2 separate regions of the Zea mays genome follow, and region 1 is linked to region 2. A link is a contact called in public Hi-C data. All regions are on one chromosome and are shown on one strand. Each heading gives the region's core, a stretch centred on a gene start, on an enhancer-like site or on the middle of the called end of the contact. The rest is flanking DNA. Distances are from core to core; before and after follow the strand shown.

Region 1 (2,700 bases), core at 78-2,577, 150 kb after region 2:
AGGATCCAAGAAATATCCTCCCAGAGATCTCACGATGCGAGTACGAGTAGCAAACACTTGTTGCCCCCAACACTTGTATCTTACAGTTACTCCACCATTTTACAGTTACCCTGGCGCTCCGGAACCGGGATGAATCCCGGCAGGCAGCAAGATCACACCACCCTGGCACTCCTCCCGTGGCCAATGGCGCGGTGTCCCAGCACCACCCTCGTCGTCTCGTACACCGGCAGCTCGTCCCTGTACGCCGCCGCGGCGTCGGGGGCACCGGCCGCGAAGTTCTCGAGGTCGAACAGGTCGGAGCTGGCGTCGCTGCCCTCCTCGTCCTCGTCGTCCTCGTCGCTGTCCATCTCCATCCGGTGGAGCAGCATCCGCTCCAGCTCCGCCACCCCGACCTGCACCCTCCGCCGCTCGCCGCCGGGCGCCGCCGCCGCCGCCTCGCCGTCGTCGCTGTCCAGGAACCGCACGGTCCGCTTCGGCTGGCCCCGCGTGGACGGCGTCTTGCTGAGGCAGGAGCGCGAGTACGAGGACGCCGTGGAGCACGCGGAGGACTCCGCGCCCCGCGACGGCGGCGTCGCCGGCGCGCGCCTGCCGCTGAAGATGGTGTTCAGGAACCCCGCCAGCCGCGCGCCGGGGGACGCCGGCTTGCGGAGGTCCCTCAGCTTGGCGCGGATGTTGGCGCCGGCCTTCTTCTTCTTCTCCGGCGCGGGCGCGGGCGACGCGGCCGCGCCCACGCTCGTGCGTATGGGCCGCAGCCGCCGGTGCTGCGACGACTCCGCCTCCGACGACGAGAACCCACCGTAGCTCGAGCATTCGGAGGAGCTCGACGTGGTGGTGGCGGCGTGCGCCGCCGCCGCAGCCCTGCTGCCGCGGTAGCTCCCCGCCAGCGACGTCTTGTAGTAGTAGCTGTAGTGCAGGTCCTGGTGGCTCTGCATCTTGGTCGCTCCCGCGGCGGCGGCGGATGTTGCCCCGTCGCCGGGCTCGTCCATGGACTTGTATATGGCGTCGAGGAGCGAGGACGAGAAGGACGGCTGGTCGGCGTACCGCCTCAACCTCCCCGGCGCCGGAACCGCCGCCCCCCTGTCCTTGTCCCCCCACCTCTCCATCACAGCAGACGAACCGACACCGCAGAAAGAAGCCTGGCGTCCTGATGCAACACAAGGACAGCCTCAATGCAAGCCCCTGTCTAGCTAGGAGACAAGGAGCGAGCGGTGGTGCATGGAACAGGAGAGCTGGAGAAGAGGTCGCTTGGTGGTGGTGGCGGCTAGCGAAGCCGAGCGTGCGCGCTGTGTAGTGTCGAGCGCGGTGTGGCGAAAGGGTGGTGGAAAGCTGGGGAGGAAGAGTGGAGCGACCGGCGTGAAGATATAGCGGCGGGGCGGGGGCGGGGCGGAGGGAGGCGCCGACGTGGCGACAGGGAGGTGGAAACGAAACGGGGTGTGGCGCCCGTTGGGCGTGCGGGTGGGGACGTGGGGTCTGGATTGGGTGATGGCGATCTCTCTGCGGGTGAGCCCACGCAGACATTCACGGTCACCGGCCCCCGGTGGCGTTACCCCCCGCGGGATAGACCGTGCGCTCTGCGCTGGTACCCCTGTCTCCTCGCTGCTCTTGCAGTGCAGGGAGCAGCCGGCTCACGCGCTAGCATTTCATCCGGAGGTTACTGCTGCTGTGCTGCGTACCACCGTGTGATAAATTCGATCGTTCCTCCCGTGTCGACACCAGTCACGTCCCAGGTTTTGTTTTTTTTTTCATAACTGGCATGTATTAAGTTGAGTAATTAACAACATCTAACATGTTACATGAGGAGTAAAATGTATGAGGGGTCATCAAATTTGGCATGTTAGGTGCCGCATTGCTGAGTGATCTTGTTAGCCTTACTGCTGCTGTGATGCTACTCTGGTTTTTTTTTACTACGTCGGAGGTTTAACTCCGGTGAGGTGCGCGCGTACGTGCGTGTCATACATGTGGCCGCGCCGGCTGGACATGCAGACCGTAGACACTAGACTAGACGAGACCTTTCAACAGTCTACAGTATGCTGAACCGTACGTGAACAGAGGTGTTGCATCATGCATGGTCCGGCGCCGGATTATAACGCGAGAGTACCGAACGAGGCTTCCGTTTTCCCTCTTGCCCAGCCGGCCCGGCCCTGTACTGCCGACCGGTTTATATGCACGTATATAACAACGTACAGGTACAGAAAGTCAAGCCGGACCTTGGGAGTTATTAGCTGTAGTGTAGCAGGGCGCAATACACGATAAGCAGGCCGCGCGAAATGGGAACGAAACATTGTATCGGGACGAAACGTTGCTCGGTTTCTCCTGTTGTTATCTCTCTCTAGCTATGTGAACGAATGAATCACATGACCAAATCCCACTTCTGACTTCTTCTTCCGCTAGCTGTAAAATGCTGACGATTAATTCAGCACCGAACCGGCCGGGGCCCCCACACCCCTTTCTTCTTCCTCTCATACAAGCATCGTCGTGTGGGTGTGAATTGAACATGCATGCCGGCCTGCTGATCGAGCAAGGATCACGTGACTACACCATGCATCGAAGCTGTAGTTTTACTGTTTACGTCGACCAACACCGGCCGCGCGAGCGCGACGAACCATGCGCTACTGTCGCGTTGCCGACGAGCAGGGCGGCGGCAGACGGCGGGACGAGTACTCCTATGCATATAGAAAAAACACAACGAACGCGGCAGCA
Region 2 (2,700 bases), core at 90-2,589:
CCATGTTGGGCCCGCGCCGTCCCGCCCACCAGATCTGCGGTGTAGCCCATGGATCCTCCAACTCTACGGGCGCCCAACAAACCGCATCGCGTCCCTCTCACGCCTGCACCTGCACCGCACGCACCCAGATCGGAACAAAAGCTGCTGAGTGCTGACCCAACCACAACCAGTATTTAAGAGTGCGTTTGGTTGCAATGATAGGATGGGACGGGATGAAACGATCCCTCGAATAAAGTTGTTTGGTTTAGCTCAAGAATTGAGACATGACTATTTCAGTGTTGTTCCCAGTTGTCTTAGTTATCTCTCAAAATTAGAGGGACGAGAGAGGACGCCAGGGGACGTCCCTGTCCTTGATGTCCCGTAACCAAACGCACCCTAAGTCGTTTTTCATGGATCAACATTAGTAAGCTTGTGGACTCAAGAATTTGTGCGCTTGTAACTATGCACGTAATCTAGCTGCTCTAATAAGTACTACCTCCATACCAAAATATAAGTTATTTTAAGATTTTTGGAAAGTTAAAGTTTTTAAAGTTTAAATGAAAGTACAGCAAGAATTTTAAAGATTTATAACACAAAATAAATATAGTATGAAAACATATATAGGTCCTGTTTGACACAACTTATTTTTAGCTTTTTCATAAATTTAAGCAGAAGTTCTGCCAAACAGGTAGCTTCTGCAATAGCTTATCAGTTTAGCTGCTTCACAGAATACACTAAAAGCAGCCAACAAACAGAAGTTGCTTTTCACCAGCTTATCAGATAAGCTGCTTTTTCAACAAGCTGTAGCTGTGCCAAACAGGGTCTTAATGGAGAATATAATAATAAACATTTAATATCATAAATGTTATTATTTCATTATATAAATTTGGTTAACTTTTAAAAACTTTAACTCTCAAAATTTTTTGGATTGATTTATATTTTGGAGCGGAGTGAGTAAAAAAATCGGACTAGGCGCGGATGATGATAGCACACGGAAATGTTTGGGCCGGCGTGTCGGCGACCCATTTCCTCAGCATTGATTTCGTTTTATTGTGGGCGAGGTCCGTGTGTCTCTGTGTGCGCAACACTCCAACCCGCGCATTAAAAAAGCGTCCTCCATCCCGCTAGATCCAGCCAATGGGCGACGCCCACCGTTCCCACCGGCGGTGTCCGGTCGATCCGGCCCCCCGCGCAACAGGAACCGATAAGCCCAATGTCCCGACAAGCACCTCAGCCGCCACGTGCCGGTCCACGCCCGGGCATCTCGCTCCCGATAAGGGCTTGTTCGGTTCTACCCTAATCCATATGGATTGAGGGGGATTGAGGGGGTTTCAATCCCTAGTAAATCAAAATCTCTCCCAATCCGTATCAATCCCCTCCAATCCATATGGATTGAAAATAACCGAACAAGCCCTAAGGCAGTACAGTGCGGGTGTGTGGCCACGCCACCAACCTCCCGTATAAATATTTCACTTACCCCCTCGAGATCCAGAAGAATCGCACACTCCGCCTTGCTTCACACTCGTCACCCTTTTCCCGTTTCGAGGACCCGGAGCGCTGCGCTTTTGTGCCCTCGGTTGGGATTTCTGCTCGCAGGGAGTCGGAAGGAGGACGAGCTTCTGTCGGTGGACGGAGTAGGTTCTGCAGGGCCGAGATGGTGGTGCATCTGGTGCTTGCTTGAGTTGCTGCCTCGTGAGGTTCGATCGGGTTTTGCTGGTGTCTGCTAGTAAGTATAGGAGCTTAATCGGAAGGAAGCAATACTGGAGGAGACGATGAGCTTCGGTGCCGTGGACATGGAGGAGGAGAGCGGCGCCGCGGCGGCGGCCGCAGCGGTGGAGGAGATCCGGCGGCTGCCGGCCGAGGTGAACTGGGAGATGCTGGACAAGTCGCGGTTCTTCGTCCTCGGCGCTGCGCTCTTCTCGGGCGTGTCTGCGGCGCTGTACCCGGCCGTGGTGGTCAAGACGCACCTGCAGGTGGCGCCGCCGCCGCAGGCGGCCACGGCGACGGCTGCCGCCATCCTCCGGCGGGACGGCCTCCGGGGGTTCTACCGCGGGTTCGGCGCGTCGCTGGCCGGCACGGTGCCCGCGCGCGCGCTCTACATGGCGGCGCTGGAGGCCACCAAGAGCTCCGTCGGGTCGGCCGCCGTCCGGCTGGGCGTCTCGGAGCCCGCGGCGTCGGCCGCCGCCTCCGCCGCGGCCGGCGTGTCCGCGGCCGTCGCGGCGCAGGTGGTGTGGACCCCCGTGGACGTCATCAGCCAGCGGCTCATGGTCCAGACCCCGGACGCCTGCCGCTACCGCGGCGGCGCGGACGCCTTCCGGAAGATCCTCCTCGCGGACGGCGTCCGCGGCCTGTACCGCGGGTTTGGCCTGTCCATCCTCACCTACGCGCCGTCGAACGCGGTGTGGTGGTCCACCTACGCCGTGGCGCAGCGGTGCCTGTGGCGCGCCGTGGGGACCGAGCGCTCCGAGAGCTGCGCCTGCCTGATGGCCGTGCAGGGCGCGAGCGCGGCCCTGGCCGGGGGCACCGCGGCGCTGGTGACGATGCCGCTGGACACCGTGAAGACGCGGCTGCAGGTGATGGAGGCCGACGCGGCGGCGCGGCCCACGCTGGCCAGCACCGTGCGCGGGCTGCTCAAGGAGGGCGGCTGGGCGGCGTGCTACCGTGGGCTGGGGCCCAGGTGGGGGTCCATGTCGCTGTCCGCGGCCACCATGGTGACCACCT

The links. Hi-C and Micro-C count contacts between places; a contact is called where the count stands out from the background.
Region 1: a contact with region 2 is called in a Hi-C map of tassel, with 2.2 times the contacts expected there. The contact joins the promoter of LOC100277616 here to the promoter of LOC100384216 in region 2. A contact is called at or near these places in 4 of 25 Hi-C or Micro-C datasets (bundle sheath, ear, endosperm and 1 more).

Annotation. Positions count from the first base shown.
Region 1 is chr1:16,179,178-16,181,877 of Zm-B73-REFERENCE-NAM-5.0, forward strand. LOC100277616 reads right to left here and starts at 1,328. Exons shown (of 1, transcript NM_001374018.1): 1 at 1-1,328. The coding sequence starts at 1,103. The coding sequence ends at 153.
Region 2 is chr1:16,033,633-16,036,332 of Zm-B73-REFERENCE-NAM-5.0, forward strand. It overlaps LOC100384216, which reads left to right and starts at 1,340. Exons shown (of 1, transcript XM_020545207.3): 1 at 1,340-2,700. The coding sequence starts at 1,752.